Linked DNA regions of Gossypium hirsutum: region 1 is linked to region 2. A link is a contact called in public Hi-C data. All regions are on one chromosome and are shown on one strand. Each heading gives the region's core, a stretch centred on a gene start, on an enhancer-like site or on the middle of the called end of the contact. The rest is flanking DNA. Distances are from core to core; before and after follow the strand shown. Region 1 holds the start of LOC107920006. Region 2 holds the start of LOC107920215.

Region 1 (4,679 bases), core at 418-2,917, 220 kb before region 2:
CCAATTAGTGATTCTTATAGCCAGGGGTGAAACTAGAAAATTTTTTTGGGGGGTCATAATTAAATTATATATTTTTATGATAGTAAAAATACAATTTCATCATTTTAATAGCCTATATCTTTATAACTTTTAAAGAATTGAATCAAATTTTTATCATTTTTTGGAGGTTAAAGTGCAATTTTACCATTAATAATTTGAAATTTTATAGATTATAAAGGGGCTTAAATGAAAAAATTTCCATTTTAGAGGGGGTTGAGCCCCTGCTAGCCCTTTGGCTTTGCCACTACTTGTACCCCACGTTCTTCAAACCGTTGATGCTTTTGTCTCTTACTCTACAACTCATGTACCATGTTTTATCTTCATCATGTATCCTGTTTTTGTAGGGGTTTTTTTCTCTTCAAACCACTAATGTTTCATGGGTGTTCTCTTTTCATTGTGTATCCTCTTTTCAACTTTAATGAAAACAATTACTTTCCAAAAAAGAACAAAAAATCTTGTATGCATAGCTTTTACACCCTAGTGGAAAACTAGAGTTGTAGTGCGTTGGGAGTGTCTTGACCAAATAAAAGCATTTTTTCCCAAAGAGATTATTGTGGTGCGAGTGCACAAAAATTGAGAGAAATCTCATCTCACTAGAGCCAAACAACATCCAAAAGGAGCTTAAGTAGAGAAAAAAAAGTTATCTGATTATTAGATAACGTGGTAAGGAACTCGGTGTTGCTTAAGTAAAGTTTTGAGTTTGAGTCTTATAGATAAAAAAAAAGAAGAAGCAATGCTAAGAGTGTGTTTGATTCATTGAATATAACATTATACCATGTAATCTCACATTTTGGAATAAGATTACATAATTTGAATTCTTAACATTCCAGCCACCCTATAATCTTACATTCCTAGATAGTCCCAATATGTTGTAATATAGGGTGTAATGTCAATACAATTAATTCTTACATTTGTTTATGGGTGTAATATTAAATTTTGGACTAATTTACCCTCTATTTGTATTATTTTAATAAATTTTGTCCTTTTTTGTTCAAATAAAATTTAAGTTTAATTAAAAACAATAATATTTTTTTTCTTAACATTGAAATATTAATTTGATACTTTAAAATTATAATTATTATGTCTACTCTAAAATTTTATTTATTAATATATTAATTATGATTATGATATACAGTTATAATTTATAAATTGATTTTAACATCATATATTTATTTAATAGTATGTAAATTATAATAAAATAGGAATTTAACAATATATAAATTATAATAAAAATAGGAATTATCATAATTTATAATAATTTTATGAAAATTAAGAAAAAAATTAAAGGAACTAAACAAATAAATTCTATAACAATGTCAATTTAGTAAAATATGTTTGTAGGTAATAGTATATGTCGTCAATCACATGTAAAAATCTTCTTTCAGCCAAATGAATCGAATGGGGTAATGTAACATACTCGATATTTCTGTAGTCTTATATTTCAAAAATCCTATGAATTTTACGTAATTCGATTCTAAATTTAATTGGGTTGAATCCGATTAGAATGTCAGAGAAAAGGAAAAGGATTGGGCTGCAAAAGGCAATTGCTGTATGGGGATGGGCTAAATGCTGAGGGCTTAATTTCGTACGGATCTAACTCGGGCCAGAAGGTAGTCAACCCCGAAACCGAAAAAATAATCAAACGACCTAGAACGAGATCGAACAACCGATCAAGTTATAGAGTCCCGTCAGGAAATTGGATCTCCCATTTCCCAGGCACCAGGCAAAAAACAATTAAAAAAAAAACGAAAAAGAAAACGAAAACCCTCCACAGCCTTTGATCTCCGATCAGGTAAAACAATATAGGATTTCCTTTTTCTCATCATCTATTTGACTAATTTCTTTGCTATGTCTGATCGAAAGCAAATTGTTCAATGGCATTTTTGTTTTTCTTTTTTCTTTTCATTCTTCGTTTTCTTTTTTGAATTTTGTCTTGCTTTGGAATTTCTTGGTTATAAATTTTTCATGATGAGGAAATTTAGATTGTTCATGGTTAATCCAGTGTAAAAAGGATTTATTTCAGTGATTTTACTTTGTTTGAATTATTTATATTTGTTTTCTTTTACTTCAACTTTATTCTGAACTTCGGAAAGCTGAAATTCAAGGTAATTATTAGACTTAAGGGCAAGATCCGCTTATGTAGTTAAGGTTATTGTAGGAAAAGGGAATGTTCTCTGAGTGGTTTTGATCATGCTGCTTGCTTTACATTTAATCTTCAGTTTCATGTGAGAAATCGAGACTGATTCTGAATGAGATACAAGCATCAGATGCACCAGTTCTGGTGGCGTTCTTGTTTCCTGTTGCAACTTTACTTTTAGTATTCGAGTTGTAAAGTGTCTTTGGTGTTTGATTTTGCAGAAGCTGATTTTGGTGGAAATAATGAACTTTCTGCTGTTGCGGTCCAATCAACAGGCAGTGCCAGAGCCACCTCCAGTACAAGAAGAGGTGGCGGAATCTACTTATGTTTCGAGTTCTGCAACATCTTTAGAAGGGCTTATTGGTGAAGATCCATTACCTGAGTACCCTACAGTTGAAAACCATGATGCCGAAACCAATGGACATTTAGGTGATAATGCTGGTGTTGGGAGTGGTAAGAAATCTTCTGTCCCAGAGAACCACATTGATGTTTGTGAAGAAGATGGATGGATCACCATTCCATATAGTAAGTGTATACTAACCTCTAAAGGTAGCTAATGTAAACAATATTTTTGGATCTGTCTCTAGATATAGCTTTAATGATTGGCTTTTACTCATTTTCTTTCCTTTTTCTCGCCTCGCCTTATTCCTTTGAAAAAGTTCAACTTGTAAAAGTGGTCCTTGTTTTGAGTTATGACTCCATAGTATATGCTTTTAAAATCCGAACAATTATGGTTGTGTGGAAGAGCAATGTTCTGATGTTTGTTTTTGTTGCTGATTTACAACTTCTGGAAACTAGAGTGTGTCCACAAAGGTAAATGCCCTAGTTCTTCTGTAGTTACATTAGATACACTTCAACTTGACAAGAGTTTCCTGACACGACTTGTTTACGAATTACGTCTTCCTGAAATTTGAACTTTGGTTTTGTTGATCTACTTCCCTTATATGATATTTCTTTGTTGTATGTCTAATCTTGATACTCATTTGCAGGGGATCTCCCTGATGACTGGAACCGTGCGCCAGACATAAGTTCATTGCGTTCCCTGGATCGTTCTTTTGTTTTTCTTGGTATCTTTTTGTTTTTTGATCCTCTTGCTTCTTTCTGATTTAGCATACAGTTGGCTTGTATTCATGAAATATGTGTTTGTAACTTGAACCTTAATCCTGTTTTCTTCTTCAGGAGAACAAGTTCATGTTCTAGCATGCTTATCAGCATGTAATCAGGAAACAGAGATTATTACCCCATTTAAAGTTGCTGCAGTGATGTGTAAAAGTGGCAAGAGAAGGGGTGCTCAGAAACAAAATGGAAACATGGAGGGTGAAACAAATTCAGTGCCTGAAGGAGGGGATGCGAGTCTTAACGGTGCAGTAATGGATCAAAATGGTGAAAACTTGGAGAAAGATAAGATTGATCCAGCTAAGGATGTCTCTGCTAGTGAATCATTTCTTAGGATGGAAGATCACAGAAGACAGACTGAAACACTGTTAAAAAGGTTTAAGAACTCTCATTTCTTTGTCAGGATTGCAGAGTCAGGTGAGCCTCTATGGTCAAAAAAAGGTGCTTCTGAGAAAGTTTCTGAGTTGTCTGGGATGGATAGCCCACAATCTATTGCAAATGAAACCAATAACGCTGCCAAGAATATATCTAGACAAAATGCAGTGATTGATAGAGGAAATTTTGATGCTAATGTTTCTGGAGGAGTAGCTAGAGATTCTATTAAGTGTTGCTCTCTTTCCAGTGGAGACATAGTGGTAAGCATCACAGAAGAACTAAATTGTTAATTATTGTTTTCCTATTTGCTTTGACTTGGATAAATGCTGGAGACATCTGCTTTTAATTTTGTTAGCTGACAGGTTGAAAGTTTATTGTTTCTATTTTACATGCAAATCATGTTATCATAGTAGCTTCTTGATATTTCTTTCTGATTATGAAGGGTGTCTAATGGTAAACAATCAGTTGGTGTAGTAATTTCTGTATTTTAAAATCGCTGGCTTGCATAGGGAGGACAATGGCAGAGGGCAGGGGACACAGACAGGCAATGCACTTCTACTACCATTGCCTCTACCTCTTACTCAAACAATTGCTTTCTGCTCTTGCTTCCAATTAGAGGCTAAACTGTCATCTAACCCCTCACTTCAAAGACTGGAAAGAATCTACCTCCCTATTCCACAAACTGTCTCCTTTTCCTGACAAGAATCCTTTGAATTAAACAGGAAATTGAACAGAAAAAGGGAAAAAGAAAAGGGGGTGGTGGTGGTTGGAATAGATAGATTTTGGAGCCAAGTTATTAAGATTGAGCATATTGATGACGAGGTGGGGGCTCCATTGTTCAGTACCTTGATTTCATGTAGAACTCCTTGCCTCCATCTTCATGGATTAACATCAGGTAGGATAAACTTTTTTGACATAAATGGAGGGAGGAGAAGATTGACATTTGTTAGTACAGTTTAGGACTATATTTTTCCACATTCAATATCTTGTTAGAAATCTGGGGCATTCAACA
Region 2 (4,647 bases), core at 1,694-4,193:
CTTGTTGAGAATTTTTTATTTGATTGCATTGAATAGCATATCTTTAGATATTACAGCTGATTTTTAGATATACTAATTAGAGATTTTCTTTCCTTAATTGATTCAATGCTTCATGTATATATAGTTGTACATATTTCTAAGAAATACATACTTTTGAGAGAGTTTTTCCTCAATACATTAGAGTATTTATATCTAATTTCATCAAGTCTTATCAATATGCAATTCCTGTATGAGATTTTAATTTGAACTTCCTAAGAAGAGGAGAAATAGAGACATGAAAAGAAAGAATCAGTGATTCTCCTCTTCAGTCTTACTAGAGGAACCAGTTGACTTCATTAACAAGTTTAACATCTACAGAAGTGGGGGAGAAACTGAAAGAGGGAAAGAAGAGAATCACAACTGCACCACCAATTAACAACCAGTTCTCAACAAGTGCAACAATTATTAGAAGGAAAAAAAGAAAGAATTCTCACCAAACCAGAGATCATTCTCTGCAGTGCATCCAAATCATATTCAATATTAGACAGATTCATATGAGCCTCTTCTACCTGCTCCACAAATATGAGCACCATTAGTGATGGTAAAACAATAATTCACTTGATATATTGGTGCATTACAACCCCAAAACCAAGTTCATTACTGCAACGCTTAGAATCAACGTGCAACAAAAAGCATCATAACCTTGATATTCTAACATCAAAGTTCAAATGTTTCAAAAAATTTTGGGCCTACATATTATCTTTGAAATCATAGCCAGATTATCTCCGCAGTTAAAAACATTTGAAACAATAATGTGTAAGTTGTAACCAATTGCACTCTTTTAACTCCATACTTAAAGCTAAAAACATAAAAATGCAAGAAGAGGAAATGAAGATAGATGATGGGGAAGTGGGCCTCATTCTGACTTCAAAGATGGATAAACATGTGCACTTACACTTGTTTGAATGCTCTTCGAGATTTCCTTCTGTGTTTCCATTTTATCATCCAGGTTCTGAATGCGTTGAGTCAAATGCTTCTTCGCAGCCTGCCAATGTAGGATTTATGAACTAATCAAAGGCTCTATGAACATCTCATAGCATGCTTTTAATATAAAAGCTGATTTCAAAACTAATTAGGAAAACACATATTGGAAGATGCACTGGAGGAGTAAGTACAAAAGGAATCTTTTGCTTTTGGAAAGACTATAACCAAAGTTCTTTGGTTTCTACTCGATCTCACTGTATATGGAATTAATTAAAAGGCAATTTTCCATTAACATGAATCACCATTACTTTGACTGGCCAAATTCTCTTTTAGTAAAATAAATAAATTCCGTGGCAAATAATACATTTTTACAGAAAAATGCTTCAGTGAAGCATTTAACCCTAAAACATGATAGAAAATGCAACGAAGAGAGCATAAACTTACAGAGAGAGCATCTGAGACAGAATCCAGATGTTTTGTTAAGTTCTCCACAGCCATCGCCATATTGCGTTTGGTGACCCAGAAAAGATCAGAGAATGAAATACCCTAGTAATTAGAAAAGGAAAGAAAAAAAATATGTTAGTCAAATTACAAAGCAGACAGCATGAATGAAGAGTAATAGAGCTAATTGTAGAAGTTAATATCAATATGTAAAATTATCGATTTTGTTCAATAATGCAGATGCAAATAATCAAAAGTGACAGGGCAAGCATTGGGGGATTTTATTTTGTATAGGACAAGATAACTAATTCTACTGAGCCACAGAATAGTGAAAAAGAAACCATATCAATAAATAATGAAACATTGACAAACAGGGCAGGCGTCAGCGGATATATTTTGCATAAAAATGATAGTTAATTCTACTATGTAAAAAAGAAACCATATCAGTAATCAATTAAATCATGACATACCTTCCACCACATGTAACCATAACCCAATGCCCCCAATGTTGCGGCTGGCACTACAAGAGAGGTTAACTTACCTGCCAAATCAAGAAAAAAGCAAACAACCAAAGCAAATCCACTTAGAAAATGCTTCATCTAATCCCGTTAATGCAATTATAAACTGGTTTCACATATATGCGCCTAAAAGAACTACTATTTAAGCAAATATAATTAAGAAAATACCGCCAGAATCCCCATTCAGAACAGTTATCTGCCGTGCTGATGCCAGTTGCCTGATCTCCGTTGACAAACGACGCACCTACAAATTAATAGAAAAAGATAAATATTACAACCAAAAGACTTAAACTTTAAGCTCTATTTCCTCATATACCTGAGCTAGAAGTGCATCTGAATCATCAGCTTGCTCCCCCGATTTTTCGAGTCCCTTCACCAGCGACTGCCAAATCAGGAAAAAAGGAGTTAAAAGCTAAAATTAATAGACGAAAAAGAATGAAAAGTAGAAACCTAGTCAATCAACACAAAATCAAAGGACAAATATTTGAATCATACGGCAGGGAGAAACTAGCAAATCAAAACAAACAAAACGATCAAAACTAACCTGCAATTCGCCTAATATGTCCGATAATTTACCGTTTTTCAGGAGGACAGTACCCGTATAACCTGAAAACGAAATTAACAACTTGAAGTCAAAATTAAAACAGTAAGAAAAATAAAAAAGAAGAATTGAAGTAAGAAATTCAGTTGGGACGGTACCGGCGCCGGCTAAGATCAAGATCTTCGACAAACCTACTCCGGTTTGCATAGCCATGACAGTGTTTTCGATAGCTTGCCAAAAAGAATTTGGCTGTGGTTATGGCTGAAGCTGAGAAAAGTTTTGGGGGATTGAGTTTAAAGTTCACGATTGCTTAGCTGACAGCGTATATAATACATACATAAAGTTTCGTCTTGTTCCGAATATTTGAATATATGAGGATTGATTAGGAAGTAAAACTGCGTCGTCGAGATTAAGTAAGACAGAGTTGGGCCTTGTTTTGGGCTGAGCTTTTAGTCTAAATCAAATCCACGAGCCTCCTTTAATAAATATTCATTTTAAGAGTTCTTTCAATCCGTTGTCCAAAGTTTAAATCCAAGATATAAAAATTTAAACATTACGGGTTAACTTTTTTGTAGATTTTTTTTATTAGTGTTAGTAATATATTTCAAGTATTTCGAATTAGATAATGAATAAAAAAGAAATAAATGAAAAAATCAATTCACTTGACACAAAATAATTGTTTATTCGAAATTTCTTTAGACCCAAAAATGGGCAAAATCTGTTCAATAGAAGTTTCAGAGTTATGTTCTTCTTATATGTATATGTATGTGTATATATATACTTGAAGGAAGACCAAGTCATCAGACCGTCCACAAAAATTGGAGCCTAAATACATTCCTTATGAACATCAATTTTGTGGATATTATAAGTTGCATACTATTTATTAGAGTGGTTCAAGGAGTAAAATGGGTCTGGCCAAGTTCAAATAGTAAAAAGGAAAAAATTATTTATGCCTGACTTGATTTTATCCGTTTGATTCGAAAATTCTGTTTTATTGAAATATTGAAATATACTTTTATATTAGGTTTAGTTACAAGTCTACACCTTATAAGAATTGAGAATTTGATTTTACTAATTTAATCTCGTTGTTAGTTTTTGAAAAAAAAAATAGTAATTTGTAAACTTGAATTGTTTACTTTTATTAATTTTTTTTTCCTATAAATGATTGAATTGGTATGTTTTTACTAATTTCTTCTCATATAAATTATTGATTTTAGGTTAATGATTTAATGGTATTAATTAACAATGCAGAAATGCCCCCAAATTAAGTGATGAACATCTAGGACCCGTAAGAATTTTAGTTCACAGTCCCCTCAAGAAAACATATTAAGAAAACCTGCAAATATGTTTTAATCATATATCCAGCGGTATGATCTTTCTTAAAATGAAAATTTTTTTATTTAGACTTTTTAAAATTTAAACTAGTAAATGTAAAATTGTACTTTACCTCTTAAAAATGATAAAAATTTAATTTAATCCTTTAAAATTATAAAGATATAAATTATTAAACTGATAAAATTATATTTTTAATATCATAAAAATTATAATTTAATTTCGTCCCACTAAAAAATTTTCTGAATTCGCTCCTACTTATACTTCCACGAAACCATAAAGTTAAGGGATGCAACAGTGGATGTGTAGTAGCATCCACTTCCACAAAGTAGTACAACAAAGCTTGACCATGCTTGGCATCTATAACAACGTAACCAGAGTGTTGCTTGAACGAGACATGGTTAGGTTGAGATGGCAGTCTAGTTATCAGATCTGCAGAAATCTTGGATATTAAAAAGAATAGGCAAGAAATAGCAGTGAAACAAGGTGAAAATTGCATCCTGTTTTATCAAACTTTTCTAGGATGGATAATAAATGTTGCATCTTGCAACGAAAAGGGTTAATTCCACTAGAAGTTCTCGAACTAAGGTATAATTTTTAAATTAGTCTCTAACATCAAAATATTATAATTGAGTCTTTAAAGTATTAGTGTCGAATCAATTAGTTCTTTCTAAGGAGCAAATACAAGGGACCAAGCAAGGGCCTTGCCCCTTACCCCAAAGAAAGGTGAAATTGTGTTTAAGTCCCTTTAAAAATTATCCATTATAAGTTAGTATAATGGCAAAAATTATATTTTGACTCCTCTAAAATTTAAAATTCCATTGATCTCCTTTATTTTTATTTTTATTTTTT

What was found. A called contact is a pair of places that touch in the nucleus more often than the background predicts.
Region 1: a contact with region 2 is called in a Hi-C map of leaf, with 1.6 times the contacts expected there. The contact joins the promoter of LOC107920006 here to the promoter of LOC107920215 in region 2. A contact is called at or near these places in 10 of 34 Hi-C or Micro-C datasets (callus, hypocotyl, leaf and 1 more).

The regions. Positions count from the first base shown.
Region 1 is chrD13:10,861,560-10,866,238 of Gossypium_hirsutum_v2.1, reverse strand. LOC107920006 reads left to right here and starts at 1,667. Exons shown (of 11, transcript XM_041110241.1): 1 at 1,667-1,831; 2 at 2,398-2,701; 3 at 3,166-3,243; 4 at 3,356-3,927. The coding sequence starts at 2,419.
Region 2 is chrD13:10,638,375-10,643,021 of Gossypium_hirsutum_v2.1, reverse strand. LOC107920215 reads right to left here and starts at 2,943. Exons shown (of 14, transcript XM_016849791.2): 1 at 2,622-2,943; 2 at 2,467-2,528; 3 at 2,239-2,304; 4 at 2,091-2,166; 5 at 1,875-1,945; 6 at 1,408-1,509; 7 at 935-1,024; 8 at 474-548. The coding sequence starts at 2,676.